2 separate regions of the Sus scrofa genome follow, and region 2 is linked to region 1. Evidence: chromatin contacts called from public Hi-C data. All regions are on one chromosome and are shown on one strand. The core of a region is the stretch at or near the end of the contact, and the rest is flanking DNA. Distances in the headings are between cores, read along the strand shown. Region 1 has its middle 8.8 kb from the start of AHCYL1. Region 2 has its middle 20 kb from the start of CSF1.

Evidence for each region. A called contact is a pair of places that touch in the nucleus more often than the background predicts.
Region 2: a Hi-C map of retroperitoneal adipose tissue shows a contact between it and region 1, with 2.1 times the contacts expected there. A contact is called at or near these places in 1 of 5 promoter capture datasets (fetal liver), 14 of 47 Hi-C or Micro-C datasets (embryonic fibroblasts, epiblast stem cells, fetal heart ventricle and 8 more) and 1 of 2 datasets of targeted methods (skeletal muscle).

The regions. Positions count from the first base shown.
Region 1 is chr4:110,137,790-110,145,449 of Sscrofa11.1, forward strand. No RefSeq gene overlaps it. Among named protein-coding and RNA genes, the nearest start is that of AHCYL1, 8.8 kb to the left of the region's middle.
Region 2 is chr4:110,173,705-110,181,477 of Sscrofa11.1, forward strand. It overlaps a transcript of CSF1 not described here. Among named protein-coding and RNA genes, the nearest start is that of CSF1, 20 kb to the right of the region's middle.

The DNA.
Region 1 (7,660 bases), core at 1,177-3,676:
AGTCTCCCAACGGCCAAGAGCCCAGAAAGACTCCTCTTTCTCTGCTTATTATGATCATGTTTATTTTGTTACTATTTATTATTACCTTGAACATAATCTTTAGAGGCAGGAAAAACTCGTGAAGCTCTCTTTCGTCTCTTTAAGTTCCCTTGCAGTTCTTCTCCGTGTGCAGAAGCTCACTTTTGCATACCTGTCATCGGTATGTACATGTCTTTTTGTGACATGCTTTGGTCCAATTGCTTATTTCAAAAACACATTACCACATACAGAGATGGTTTACATACTTGTCATTGTCAGCACTTCCCAAGGGTTCTCTTGTGTTGCCATAGGAGTTTGCTTAACCATTTCCCTATTGTTCTTTGAGCTGTTTCCAACTCAGTGCAGTGTAAACAGTGTGTGTCCTGGTAGGAATTAGAGTGGGAATGGCTTTCAAGCAAAACGGACAAGCTTGGATCACAGCACCCGGTCCTGCTGGAAAGAAGGAGCAAAAATGTTAAGCCGTGGGGTCACTTGTCCTGGCTGGAAACAGAGCCCTGGGAAGGCACATTTTGGCCGTAAGGGCATGTGAGGTCTGGTGCCTGGAACTCACGATGGCTGACTCATGGGGAGGCTGCATGGTGGGCAGGGGAGCTGGGCATCTGGACGGAGGGAAATGTGGCCTCACGTCTAGGCTCTACTACCACCTTGGCTGCTGGGATCCTGGGTTTTGCTGGACCTCTGTTTCCTCATGCAAAACAGAGTGATAGCTCTCTATCTGGGGCTGTGACGATCCAGTCCAACAAAATAATAAATATAAAAGAGCTTTGAACAAGTTGCAAGTATTGTGCAAATGTGAATTGCTAAGATGCGGATCCAGGCTAAAAATCTGGAGGCGAAAGGAGTTATTGTTGAAAATTTGGAACTGGCCCCGTGCCCTGCTTCCCAGAAGGACAAGAATAAGCAGAAACCTGCTTGCTACAGAAAGGGATGGTCATTGCTGGTCCCGAGTACTTGTTTACCCTGGGACTGTACTTCCTTGCAAAGGGGGACTGGACCTGCCCCAGCCCTGAGCAGCTGCCACTTCCCTGGCCCTGCCTGGCCCGGGGTCTGGCTACTGTGTGTCTAGCAGCCCCTCAAAATGTCCTCAAATGCTTTTTTCTGAGTTGGACCAGAGAGCCTGATATATCTTTCTTCCATTTCCAAAGCTGCGGCCCGTAAAATTAAGGCCGAGGAGCCGTCCAGAAAGCATAAACAATGTTCAAGGAATCTGTTCTGATGATTCTTGTGCTACTTTGTGTACTTTTCTGCATCTGTGTTTGTGTGTATGTTTGTTGTGAAGAGTTTACCGAAAAAGCAGGCCCCAGAAATTGTGAAACCAGCTTTGGCTTTCAGCCTGTGCCCATCCCTCTGCTAGTTAGTTATTTATTGAGCATTGGCTCTGCTAGGTGCCAGAGACCCAAAGGCAACGAGGCAGATACAGTTCCTGTCCTCATGGAACTTACAGTCAATAGCAGGCCTTTGTCACAAAGGCCAATACCTTCTCAGAGAGGGACCCTCCTTACTCTCTCCATGTACCCCACCCTGGCAGAGTCCTTCCTAGAGGTAAAGTCATACGCTCCCTACCCGGAGACAGTGCTAGACCCCAGGGAGGGGACAAGGACAGCCATCCATCCCAGAATTCAGACTGACTTACCAACCCTTGGAGTTGCTCTGAGTCTCTTAAAAATTTTTTTAAAATTAAAGTAGAGTTGATTTACAGTGTTCCTTCAATTTCGCTGTACAGCAAAGTGACCCAATCATGCAGAGGTATATATATATTCTTTTTTTTTCATACTATCTTCCGTCTATGTCCCGAGAGAATGGATACAGTTCCCTGTGCTGTACAGCAGGACCCCATTGCCCATCCATTCTAGATGTAATAGTTTGCATCCACCAACCCCAAACTCCCCGTCCACCCCACTCCCTCCCCCCTCCCTGCCCAAAGTCTTTTAGAAGCTTCTGGAATACAGTCTCCCTGGCAGATATCCTGTCCCAGGTATAATGGAGAGTGGGCTGGTGAGGTGGAGGTGCCAGTTTGCCGAGGTCAGGTGCTGCATTGCCTATCTGTGCCTCTTACAGGTATAGCCTCTCCACCCCCTGCCTGCCACCTGCACCTAGGACTAGAAACTGTCCTGGAATTGGCAAAGACAGATTGGTCAGCCCAGTTAGATACCCTGGTGGGGGCTAGTAGAGGCATTTGCCTTGATTGGAAAGGCACTCAGGCTGAATGGAGCGGGACAGGCGGAAGCTGCAATTTCTCAAACCTCAGGTGGCCAGGGTCTTGCCCCCTTCACCCCAAAGGCCCTGACCTGTGGCTGGTTTGTTAGCACTGGAGGAGAGAGTGGTCAGCTGTTGGTTGTGTGGAGGCTGCTGCTGGGTGGGAACCCGCCTTCCTCACCCTCTCTGGTGTGCAGGGCGGGCCCCATTGCATCACCCTTGGAGCCTCTGCTCCTGGCTTTGCAGCCAGCTGGGCCCCTGGAGGAGAGACTCTCCCTGTTTTTCAGCAAACCATTAACCATTTCATCCTCCTAGGCCTCCCTACAGAAGACCTGGGTTCCTAAGGCCACCCCTCGTGCCCATCTGTCTGGACCTTAAAAACCTCCTTCTGTGTCACGACACATAGGTGTTCTGCCTGGGCAGCGTTCTGAGGGTTGCACCTTCCACCTTGGGCTGTGCAAGCCTGGCCTCTTTCCCAGGAAAAGAGTTAAGCTCCCTCCTCCCCACCCTCAGCATTTGTCCCATTCTGTAGCGGTGAGGAAAGACTTCTCAGCCTATCATGAGCTCATGCCACCTCCACACTCCAAACAGAGTCAGACAAAGGGTCAACACAACATTTAGACCTCGAGCAAGAGTGGGGTCCAAGCCAGGATCCAGGAGCTTGGACACTGGCCTCACTCCACAGGCCCTCTGACCATTTCCTACAGACGTGCTCGGGCCCCGCCCTCTTGACGGGCCCAGGGAAGGCGTGGGGGGGAGCGGGGGGTCCTCAGCTACCCCTCGGGTCTGATGGAGGAGGGTCCCAAGTGCACAGTGTTTCCTTGCTCCTGTAGGGGCCGGGCTGAGCGAGGAGGCTGGGGTGGGGGTGGGGACAGGAGGAGTGAAGAAAGGCCCTTCCATGAAGGCCCAGGCCGCATTCCTGCTCAGGACTTTTATCTCCTGGCCCCAGCATTCCCTTCATTGCCCCACCCATTCCAGGGCCTGAAATAGCCTGAAACTCCATCCAAGCCTAGGCCCAAATCCCAATTTTAGTCCCTTAAACATTTGGCTACACCATAACTTGCAGCCTCCTGGGCTGGGTCCTGTAGGGGATGTGGAGATGAATGAGGTCCAGCCTCTGCCTCCAAGAAGCTTGTAAAACACACCCCGTGGCTGTAGTTGAAGGCACAGGATGTCTGTGGAGGAAGAAAGCAAGGTGGCTTCCTGTGGAAGGAGTGGGAGCAGCCTTGCAGAGGAGAGGTAGTTGTTGTCATTAAATCTCAAAGGACGAGTAGGATTTCAGTAGGCAGAAACGAAGAGCACTCATTCTCGAGGGAAGGAGCAGTGAGAATGAAACTATGGAGGTGTGCACCTTAGAGTATGTTCGTGGACATGGCCCGATGTCTGGTTTGACTGGAGCACGTGGGAGAATATTGAGTTGCTTATGGCTTCCACGTGTGCGTCATTTAATTTGCCAGTGAGTGTGTCTAGCCTTCCCAAGAGGCAAAGACCTATTGGTTCATAGAACTGTATAGGCCAGAAAATAAAGAGTGAAGACATTTGCTCGGAGCTATACAGCGCATTAGTGGTGGAGAAAGGACTAGAACCAGTTTCCCCCATCCTCATCTGTCTTGGCTCAATTCAGGTCCCGTCCAAGGAGCTTAATCCATGAGCTGACTGACCCAGCAAGCTTGCCACTCGTTAGGGGCTCAAGAAGCCATTTGAAATGAACAGCCACCAATCAAGGGTGAACATAGAGATTTAGCTACATGTGTGTTCCTCGCGGTGTTGCATGTAAGTGAGGAATGAATAGCCCCTTGACACTTGATGGGAACGCAAAGCTAATTTTCTTTATTTTATTTTTTTAAGGGTTGATAATTTTATTGGCATCGATTTGCCACTAACAGTAACTTTAGCATGTTTGGAAGCATTTTCAACATCCATAGGGCATCTCATGAACATTTCTAGTTGTAATTCAAAACTCTGCATTCGCTCCCCAAATTCTCTTTTACATAGTACTTATCAAATAAGCAGGAGTTTCGTTTGTTCAGGTTCTCTGTTTAGCACATGATATTAGGTATCCCTTACTTGAAAAAACTTGAAAAAATTCTTTTCATTCTAAAATGCAACTGAATGAATTCGTCTGGATTCGCCCAACACCACAGCACTTCCCTGACAGATGCTTTTGTGGCCCAGGCCACACACATGCCCCTTTCTGCCCCAGATGAGCAGGAAAGGCGGCAGTGTCCCCGCCACATTCTGCTCCAGGACTTTAGCGTCGGCATCTCTCCAGGCCATAATCTCTGGGCCTTGCTCTTGTTTTGCACCTTCTTGAAACTTCCTAATCCCGTAATGTCTGTGGAAAGCACTGCATTATCCTCATCAATCCATAGGGATTTTCCAGGTCTTCCTATTATTATTTTCATCTCTCTCACATCTGTTCTCCCACTGTACTGCTGAATGGCTGGTTTTGGAGGGTCTCCTGGAGAGGTGGGCAGGGGGATGGGGGCAGGGGGTACGGACTGTGGCTCACTCTGGGGACATAAAAGCTGGTGGCAGACACATCAGGGATATTCATCCACACAAACTCTCAAAAGGCCCATGCTCTTTATTTTTCCAAGTTTATGTAATCTGGTCCCAAGCCCCATTGACAGTGGGAGAGAAGTTTGGTATTATTAGGGCTTCCTCTCTTGGCTCATTGGGTTTTACATAAAAACAAAACAGGAGTTCCTGTTGTGGCTCAGCAGGTTACGAACCCCATTAGTATCCATCAGGATTCGGGTTCAATCCCTGGCCTCGCTCAATGGGTTAAGGATCCGGCGTTGCTGTGAGCTGTGGTGTAGCTCGCAGATGCGGGTGTGGCATATGCCAGCAGCTGCAGCTAAGATTCGACCCCTAGCCTGGGAACCTCCGTAAGTTGTGGTTGTGGTCCTAAAAAAAAATTAAAAAACAAAAAAACAGAACAAAAATCCATAGACAAGCAAACAAAGGGCCTTATCTTAAGGAGTTGGTGCAGCTGGTCCTTGTTCAGTGGAGATGGCCACAGCGCCAGCGGCGCCTTGTGCCACATGTTTAATGCTGGTCCCTCTGCCCATGTGCACTGCTCCTCCAGGCAGGCTGCTGAGCTGCCTACTCACAGCGGCCTCTCCCAACAGCCGGCCAGCTGACCACTTAGTGGTCTTTCTTCCTGCCTCCTCTTCACACCAGCTTTTGCCATCCCTAGAGGGGGGAGGATGGCTGTGTTCCAGTTGGATCTCAATGTGTGCCACTTTTGGACACTCCTGATCCCCCACCCTTTTCTCAGGTACTCAAAGTCACCACCCCGCAGGTAAGGCTACGCCCCTTCCCCAGCTGGAAAACCAACCCAGTCCTTTGTGACCTCCAGGACTGGAAGCCCTGGCCACCCTTGGGGAGGATGTGGGAAAAATACTTCACATTCTTTTCCGAAGAGTCCACAACCAAGAAAACCAGTTATGACTGATTTCTCAATCAGGCTGTGCTGCCATATTAAATGTTCAATTAATCGCTCTCTCCCGCCACCAACAGCAAAAGAAAAGTTCAGCAGTGGGTGACCAAAAATAAGGTAAAGGCCATACTCCACGACCAGGTGGAGGACGGTTTAATGACATGGAAGGATGTTCACGATAGAATTGCCCACTGAAAAAAGCAGCTTTTAAAGTAGCTTACAGGCGTTCCCACTGTGGTGCAGCGGGATTGTTGGCATCTTGGGAGTTCTGGGACACAGGTTCGATCCCTGGCCCGGCACAGTGGTTAAGGAAGGATCTGGTATTGCCACAGCTATGACTTCGGTCATGTCTGTGGTATGGATCTTATCCCTGGCCCAGGAACTCCATATGCTGCAGGCTGGCCAAAAAAAAAAAAAAAAAAAAAAAAAAGCAGTACAGTATGAACCAATTTTTTGATAAACCTAATATTGTGTTTATACAGAAAAAAAAAAACAAACTGAAAAGGTAAACACCAAAATGCTTATTTCCTCTGTGTTGTGAGACTACAGGTCATTTTTATTTTCTCATTTTAGTTTGTTTTCATTTTCTGAAGATTCTACAGTGAGTGTATGTATTTCCTTTTTGGGGTTGAGTAATTTGAAGAAAAATTAATTTTAAGTGGTAAAAGTCATGCACACTCATTAAAAAAAAAATCTAGGCAAACAGATATATGTGTGACACAAATGAAAGTCCTTTTTCTCTGTTCGCTTCCACCCTCCAGGCTTAGCGTGAGGGACCTCACCTCCATATGTTATTTTTTGTATTTTTATACGTACATTAAAAAAATCACACCAATAGACTCTCCATATTATTCTGCAGTGGTTTCCTAGTAAAACTGAGATAACAATGATACCTATCTCATTGGGGCTTTTGTCACAGTTAAGTGAGTTAATATATGTAAAGTGCTTAGAGCAATGCCTGACATATAAAAAGTGCTACATGAATTTTAAGTATTTTAACATAGTTACTATTTAATTTCCCATTCTACTTCCTTTTACATTAGGACTATATCAGTTTAAGACTTAGGAAAACATTTTTTTAATTTTTTGAAAATTAAACAAAATAAATAAATAGCTGACTTCTCATCTCTTCCTCCCATCACTAGGAGAGGGGCTGCCTGGTGGAGAGTTCCCTCTTTGTCTGCCTTCATGTTGACAACCTGGGCTGGCCTTTACCTGAATGATCATGGGCCTCAAATGGGCCATCTGTTCAGCCAAATGCCATGCTTACCCTGGAGGCCTAGGCTCATGTGAATATTTACACTTTTCTGGAGGTGAAGGAAGCAGAAATGCCCTGAGCCCCCTGGAAATCGACATCCTTTTGAACTACACAGTGACCTTGGCTCACCTGGTTGGTAAATCTTGTCTCATTCTAGGCAAGGCCACAAAACAGAGGAAGGAAAAAAGAGATCAGGTTGATAGTGCAGCTGTAGGAAAATGTAAACATTTGTTGCCTCAATGACTGAAAACGTGTCAGCAGGGAAGCCTTAGTTTTAATAATTGGCAATAAGATAATGAGATGACAAAAGTCAGTTACACTGCATCCATCATGACTACCATCTGTACTTTGGATTCAGGAGCAAAACAGAAGAAATTACATCCAACTCACAGCTCAGCAAATGCCACTGTCTCAGAATCCAGGAAGTATCTTCTATGGGATGTTTGCAGAATCCTTGTCATTTCTTAGGTTCTATTCTTTTTAAAATAAAGAGTTGGCTTATTAATAGGATATTATACTCAAGCCAGAAAACACACACACACACACACACACACACACACACACACACACAAAGAAAGTTATAAACAAATATCACTCCTGAACCTAGACACAAAAATTCTCAACAGAATATTAGAAAATAAAATTCAACAGTGTAATAACAAAGAATAATATACTAGCCCAAGTGGGGTTTATCCAGGGAATGCAGGGCTTGTTTAATATCT
Region 2 (7,773 bases), core at 3,192-5,691, 38 kb after region 1:
CTCCTCTGTTTGGTGAGACATTGCTCTCATATTTTCCTTTAGTTATTTAGACATGGTTTCCTTTAGTCTCTAAACACATTTAAAACACCTGGTTTAAAGACTTTGCCTAATAAGTCAAAGTCTGGGCTTCCTCAGAAATAGTTTCTATTGATTGCTTCTTTCCCCTGTGTATGAGACATGCTGTTGTATTTTTAAATACCTTGTAATCTTTTTGTTGTTAAAACTAGACATTTAAAATGACATAATGCAGCAACTCTGGAAATCTGATTTCTACTCCTTCCCCAGGGTGCTGTTGTTGCTGCTGCTATAGAAAAATACTCTGAATATAATATAGGCTCTGTGCCAAACTGCCTACAAGCCTGAAGCTCTTCTTTGGAAAAGTAGACTGTCAGAGTGGCTTCTTGCCTATGGACATGGAGCTCCTTTCAGGAGAACCATTACAGATTGAGCTTCCTGATCATGATGCCTCTTTGAGGCTCTCCCAGACCTCATGGGCAGTGGGAGAGTTCTGTGCCGTCCACTCCTTAGCCTTTGGCCTATCTTCCCAGAATATTGCATGTGAGATGTCACATTTGGTGATCCTGATCTAGCCTTGCTCACGCAATCCTGGCCAATCCAAGAAGGTCACATCAGGCAAAATAAAAATGATGCCAAAGCCTATTACCAGCTGGAATGATCCGTGCCTAGATGTCATCTGGGTCAGTAATTAACCAGGGGCCTGGGAGATGCCCAAAAGGTGGGCAGGGAGAAATCATATGGGCTTCAAAGGGTCCAAGCTAAAGGAGGCCAGTAGGAGGGCTGGCAGTCGAGAAGGGCCTTTCCCAGAGGCTCAGGCGGTGGGCATGTTGCCCAGGAGGGGCCTTCCTCCTCTCCTGGTGGACTTAGGGTTAGGAACAGGGCCAAGAGAATACAAGTCTGTCATAGGCACACCCGCTACCCAATGCCAGATTAAACAGCCCTTCTGAGGGGAAGAAGGCGGAGGATGCTCAGGCCCCGGGACTTTCAGCCCCTGCCAGGCTGGCATAAGCTGTCCATGTGTGCAACAGGCATCTCTTAAATGCCTATAGGGTGTGATGTGCCAAGAGCATGGGCTTTGAAAACACCCATACCTGGGTTCAAATCCAGACTCTGCCACTTACCAGCTGCTATGAACTGGCCATGTTTTAAGTTTCTCTAAGAAAATAAAAGAGGATATTAGCACCTAGCTCATGGGGCTGTTGTAGGAATGAATATCGCATTTTTGTCGAGTGCCCCATAAACACCAGGTAGTCGGTCAATGAAAACTGCTCAGTTCCGTTGGCAGCACTGGATACGGGGGAGGAATAACCCATGCCCCACCGCTTGAAACCTCCCATGGCTTCCTCTGCCTTAGTCACCCGCAAGGCCTGTGAGGCCCTGCACCCTGGGTCAGGCTCCCTATTAGAAGCTCTCACCGTGCCTGTATCTTCCTACCTGTATTTACAGTTTATGATTAGATACTTATTTGTGTGGTTGAATAATACCTGTTTCCCCCACTGGCTCTTCTGCTCACACTTCTGTGCTCAGTGTCTAGCAATGGTGTGGAAATGAGTGAATGGAAGAGAATGAGGCTCCAGCCTTCCCAGACTTCACTAGGTGCACATGTACAGAGGCTGGGGTGGGGGTCCAGGACCTCAGGGCAGTGAGGGGGCTGGTGAGCCCGAGTGGCTGGAGTGGAACATGGCGTTCTCACCCAGCTGTCCTCCAGAAATTCACCCAGCAGCTCCCCGGACCCAGCCTCCTCCACTTCCCAGTTCATAACCTCTTCTGCCCCAAAGCCACCTAGTCTCAGATCTGTGCCCATGTGGACTCTCCCCCGGGCCATGGGGGTCAACCTCTGGGCTTTCCTGTGGTCCCAGACCAAGGATGGGGCCACAGCCACCACAACCCCTGCAGGGCTTTGGGAGCAAGCCTATCTGTGCTTCCTCACTTCACCCATCTGTGCTTCCTCACTTCACCCATCTGTGCTTCCTCACTTCACCGAGGGGCTTTCCAGGCTGGTATGGTCCACCTTGCCCCCTTGGCAGTCCCAGCATCCAGGGCAGCAGAGCCTGGTCACCCCCAGAAACTGGCCTGAGAAACTGGGGACAACAGTGTGCTGCCATGGTAGAGGGTGCCTCCCCTGGGGCTGGAGGGTCTTGCCGGGAAGTGAGGGCTGTCTCCCTAGGGCTGCCTGGCAGCTGACCTGGGTCTCAGGCTGTCCAGTCACTGCCCACCCCCTAATGACTTATTCAGGGGGTCATCGGACATCACCCAGGCTCTGCCCAGACCCCGGTGTTCCCCCCACCCCGCACTCCCAACCCCTTCCTTGCCATGGCTGGCAGTCTGCGTGAGGTTAACCTCAGGCTTCTTCCTGGTTGCCTCTGATTCACTTCCCTGACTCTGGCCGGATAATGGTTTGGGGTTTGGCTGGGCCCTTCTGCTTTCATACTTGAAGCCAGAGTTCCTGACCCTGCCTGCTAACCGGCACCGCTGCATCCCAGGGCCACTTTCCCCTCGGTCTCCTACCTCCCCCCTCCCTCCAGCCCCAAATCCTTGAGCTACAAGGTATCTGAAGCCTCATCCTGGCAGGAAGCACCCAGCTCTACCACCTTCTGCCAGCACAGCCAGGCCCTGGCTGCATCCTGGGTCCCCAGTGCCTGCCCAGAGGGGAGCCGTGTTTGGCCTGGGAAACCATGGGACCAGCTGGCAGGGGCAGCACCAGGACACACTTTCTTTGGGAGCAGCCTTTAGAATCCACAAGGTGCTTTTGGACACAGAGTGTCCCCATATTTGAACCTCAGACCATGTATGCCTGGCTCGTTTTGTTAAACCAGTTCTAAAGATGGAGGGGGGGGGGTCAGAGGGATGAAATACTTGTCCAAGTTCACACAGTTAGGCAGTAAGAGATCCAAGTCAGTGGCCTAAGTTCTCTGGCTGTAAATCCAATGTGGATATTGTTCCACCGATGCGGCACTGCTGAAACAGCACTTGCAGCACGCGAAGCTGAGCTTCTCCAGCCCTTCTCTCTGGATACCTTGGGGGCCTCTGGAAAGGCAGGTGAGCACCAGGGGTGTTTGTTTTGCCAATCCTTGCTTAACGGCCTTCAAATGTACATTCCACCCACAGCCCAGTGATCTCTTAGGGTGCTAACCTAGCCTCATCTCATCAGAAGCTTGGGAAACCTGCTGAAAATACCGCCTCTGCCTGGCTAGTGAATCGTAGTTATTAGATATACAGTCCATTGGCTAATTAATGCCAGGAGAGTCCCTAGAAAAGGCTACCATTAAATCTGGTCAGAATTTTCCTTACTCTTGCCTTTGTTCATGCATTCAGTACTAACCTTTTGATGCACATTTATTGAGTGCCTACTGTGTGCCAGATACTCTGATGCAGCACAGTTCCTGCCATAGTCCATGGCCTGGTGGGACAGACAAATAAACAAGCTCTCAGTCTGTGGGAGCACAGGCGTGGAAGGAACTGAGCCACAATGGGGCTCTGGGGCCTAGGTAAAGCTCGGAAGACTTCTCAGGGGAGGGGACTTTTCAGCTGGGACTCAAATGAAAAACTACAAAGTTTCTTAGAAAATATTTTCCGAGGAGCTTGTAATAGAAAGGGAAGAGCTGGCTTAAGAGAAATGATGAGGGACAGGGAGGTCGTGGGGGGTTCAGGGCACAGAGACGGGTGACTGAGATATTTGGGTCCTTCGTTCCTGGCGAGTTTGCTTGGTGCCCTTTCTGACTCTATAACCTTGGTCCCCTAAGTCCAAGCAGCGCTGTCTCATATGATGTCAGAGATGCTATAGATGTTCTGCTTCTGTGTTAGCAGCGTGGCAGCCACATGTGACTATTGGGCTTTGAAGTGTGCCTAGGACTACTGGCAAAGGAATGGAATGTTTACTTTTATTTCAATTTAATGAATTTAAACCTACGTAACCACCATATCAGACAGTGCAGCTCCATGTGCATTTCACCCTGGATCCCATTTGAATCACTTGATATGTCTTAGAAATCTTCTGATGTCTCATGTGTGAACCTCACCCCTGAGACTCATTTGTTGATCTTGGGTGGGCCTTGGATACCAGTATTTTTGGAAACAATCCAAGTGATTTTCTGGTAGCCAGTTTTGAGAACCACTGGTTCAAAACTTTGTCCAGCGCACTCTTAGCGATAGGGAGGCCCCTCTTGTCACAGTCTGGCCCAGGGTGTGTGTTGGGGCTGTGCTGGCCCTGCAGTCATGCTGGCCCTTTCCAACACCCTTCTGACCCGGGAAGTCTGCATTCTCAGTCTTCTCTCCACTCCGAGAAGGAAGATCAGGGCTTGAGACCCGCCTCACAGAGCCTGCTGGCTCTCTTCCCACCCCGGTTCCCAGCCCAGAGACAGTGCTCTGTCACCTCCGAGCCCGCTAGGACCTGGACGGCAGGGGTCAGTGCTCAAGGAGCTGCATCCTCACAGGCCCCCTGGACCCTTGGACGGAGCCCAACCAGCCGTTTTCCTGGGCTGGCCAGACTGCACTGCAGCGGGGCCCAGGCCAGGCCTGAGGATTGGCTGCTTTCTGTCCGTTTTCCTATGAAGCAGATAGATGGATGCATGTGTTCAGGACACTGATAATGCAGGAGGTTTTCGTAACAAGACTGGAACTTGGAGAGAACCCTCCTTTGCCCCATTATCTTGAAAAAAGCTTTCGGAGCTGGGGCTTAGCCAGCAGCTACCGGCCACTCCCCATTTTGGCCACTTGCATCCCCAAAACAACTTTTCCCATGACTCACACATAGCAGCTTGTGCACTTCTTTTATTATTAAATATATAAGCAGCTTCCTATTTTTTTAAATAGATATTTAAATGACTTCATATAAAATAATTCACCACTTCCAAGTATAAAAACAAAAATCTCACAGTGTGTGAGCCAATGTTCCCTCTCGGCTTTCTCAGAGAAAAGAAGGTTCCTGTGCAGGTAGCTGGGGAGACACCCAGAGGGGGGCTAGGAGCCCTCCCACTCCTGTGCCCCAAGAGCCCTCAAAGAGCTTCTGCGATGGGTTGGATTTGCTTTCTTGACTTTCAAAATACTATATGTTTAAGGAGGGGAGTGAGGGAGGAATGCCTTTTTTCTGTGTTGTTTTTTCCTTCCACGTTTTTAAATAGATATTTTTTTAGTATCAAATATAGAGTCTGTGACTAGCAAAAGGACCCCGACAGGGAAAGTTCTCCAATGCCCTTGCCTTTGCTGACAGCAACAGGGCAGGGGAGGCAGGGACCAGTGGGCCTTCACTTTCAAGGGCAGGAAGGGCCCTGGTGCAACGGCCAAGTAGGGCAGGGTCTCTCAGTGGAGGGCCCAGGGCAGCAGGAGAGGAGGGATCCAGAAGCACAAAGGGACCAAGGCCAATCGACAGCCCTGTCACCTGCTGTCTGGATCTCAGAGCTGCAGCCGTGGGCTCCCAGGAAGCTGAGGCCCTCAAGGCAGACTTGGAGGCGGGTGCCAGGGCCCTCCGAGTCCCTCTCCCACCCTGGCTTGCCTGGGCAGAGAGACGGTGCTGGTGAGGGGTGGGGCGGGAGCTGGAGGGTGTCGCTGCCTACCGGCCCCCTAACAAGGGACGACCCGCTCAGCCCAGGTGCCTATCGGCAGCAGTCTTGGAGCCGTGGTTGGGGTTGCAGCAAGAGACTGGGCTGGGGGGGTCAGGGGTGCAGACCTCTGCCCCCATCTCGGGAGCGGGCCCATCCTTTCAAAGGCCCACTTGCAGTCAGAGTGCAGCCTGTAGCCTCTCTGTGTGTGTCCCTGCTCTCCTTTTCTCCCCCTCCCACTAGTCACTTCCCTCTCGGGAATGTCAAAGTGCAAGATGCAGAAACCTGGGCGGACAACGCAGCCTAAAGACCGGCTCCGGCTGGCGGCCCGGGCGGTGCTCCCACCCCGATCCACCCCAGGGAGACAGAGCGGGGTCAGCAGAAGGTCAGGGCTCAGGGGCTCCCTCAGTCGACAGGTGAGGCCGGCTCGGGCACTCAGTGCAGGAAGCTGGGGAGAGGCTGGAGAGGTGGGAGGACGGGGGGGTGGGGGTGTCTGCTCTCTGGGACGGATGGGGCAGGCTGCTCAGCAGGCAGGTTCAGTATTCACAGTGCAATGGCTTCCTCCTTGAGGACAGCCTCTGTGCGGCCTCCCGGAGAAGCTCTGGCGGGGCTGGGGCACGGCGGGGCAGAGGCCAGAGCTGGTCTTCTCCTTGGCATCATGGGCTGGGCCAGGCAGGTCCTGAGGGTATGATTGGCCTCCCCTCTCCGCCTGGCCACCAGCAGAGGGCACTCAGGCAAGTGGGGGGCGCAGGCCCCTTGAGGCTGTCAGTGCAGAGCAGCAGGCCCAGAGGCCTTCTCTTCCCATCTTCTGGGCTACACACCTTACAGGAAATCCAGCGACGCTGTCCCGCCCTGTGAGTCTCACGCTTCTCTCTCTGGAGACACGTCCCTGCTTGTCGCTGTTAGGATCCCTTGGCACCAGGCAGTTCCTCTGGGCACAAGGCCTCTTCCATTCCTCAGCGCCCACCCTGCTCTCCCGCATCCCACGGGCCTCTGGGTCCCGGGCTCAGGTGCCAGCTTGGAGGGGAGCGGGAGGTGGATGCAGCCCTGGAGGGTCCCCAGCCGGGCTTGCCGGCCTTCCCCAAGCAGATGGGAGCCTCAGCAATGTGGGGGCATCCTCCAGCCTCTTTTAGTCAGTCCAGAGTCTGAGGGTCAAGGGCGGAGGGGCCCCAGGCTGGCGGCTCTGGTCTAGTCCTGGCAGGCAGGAGCTCTCCCCAAGGGCAGGCTGTGTTCCCAGGAGAATGGCTGGGGAGGGGTGGTGGTGGACGCCCCCATAAGTCTCCTCGCACGAAGAGTCTGTCCTGCGCGCCCAGCTGCAGGGGAGAGAGAGAGAGGCTGGTCAGCCGAGAGGACTAGAAGGGAGGGGTTGCTGAGGACACGGCGGGGAGGCCGGCATGCCTGTGGGCTGCTGCTGGTGCTGCAGGCAGGACTTCCTTCCCTCCTCTCCCTCGCCCTCCCCACCGCCCCAGACACCGCAAGAACCGGGCAGCTCTCTCTGGCAGCAACCCAAGCCGCTGGACCCACTGGCCTCACCTCCTACCTCCTCCTGGGGAACTGGGGACCACAGGGGGAGGTAATAGGGCCTGGCGGAGGTCTAAGGAGGGCTGGGGGGCACTGCTCAAGAGGAGGGGTCTCACGGAGCGGGAAGGGGGCACTTGAGTGTCCCTAGACGACTCCTCAGGCAAGACCATGGCACGGTCCCGGGTCCAAAAAAAATCAAGAGTGAATCCTGCTGACTCTAGCAGAGAAGACAAGGTTCTTGCTCCCACCTCCACGCATTCAGCACAGAGGGCCAGCACACATGACATTCAAGAGAGCAGGGCAGAGGTATCTGCAGGGGAGGAACTGGAGACAGCTGCAGACGAGGAAACGCCCACCCTGCCATTTGGCGTGCTCGCCCCAAGCAAGCCACCCTTCCTTCCGGAGGCGCCCAGGGACTTGCCTCCTCGCATCATCCACAGGGGTCAGGCCCTGCTCTCTCCAGCCCCTCCCCCTCCTTGTCCCCTTGTCCAGCCTCCTCAGAACGCTTTGTTCTCAGAGCAGAAATCCCCTGGATTCTCTCCAACAGTTTGACTTTGGACCCCATGTGGAGCCTGCCTCCCTGGCTGTCCATAGGCCCTACTGGCAAAACCCATGATGGGTAAGGAGGGAAGATGGGACCATGGCTCCTGGCTCCCGGCCCATTCCCATGCTCTGGAAGGGGAAGAAGGGAGGACCG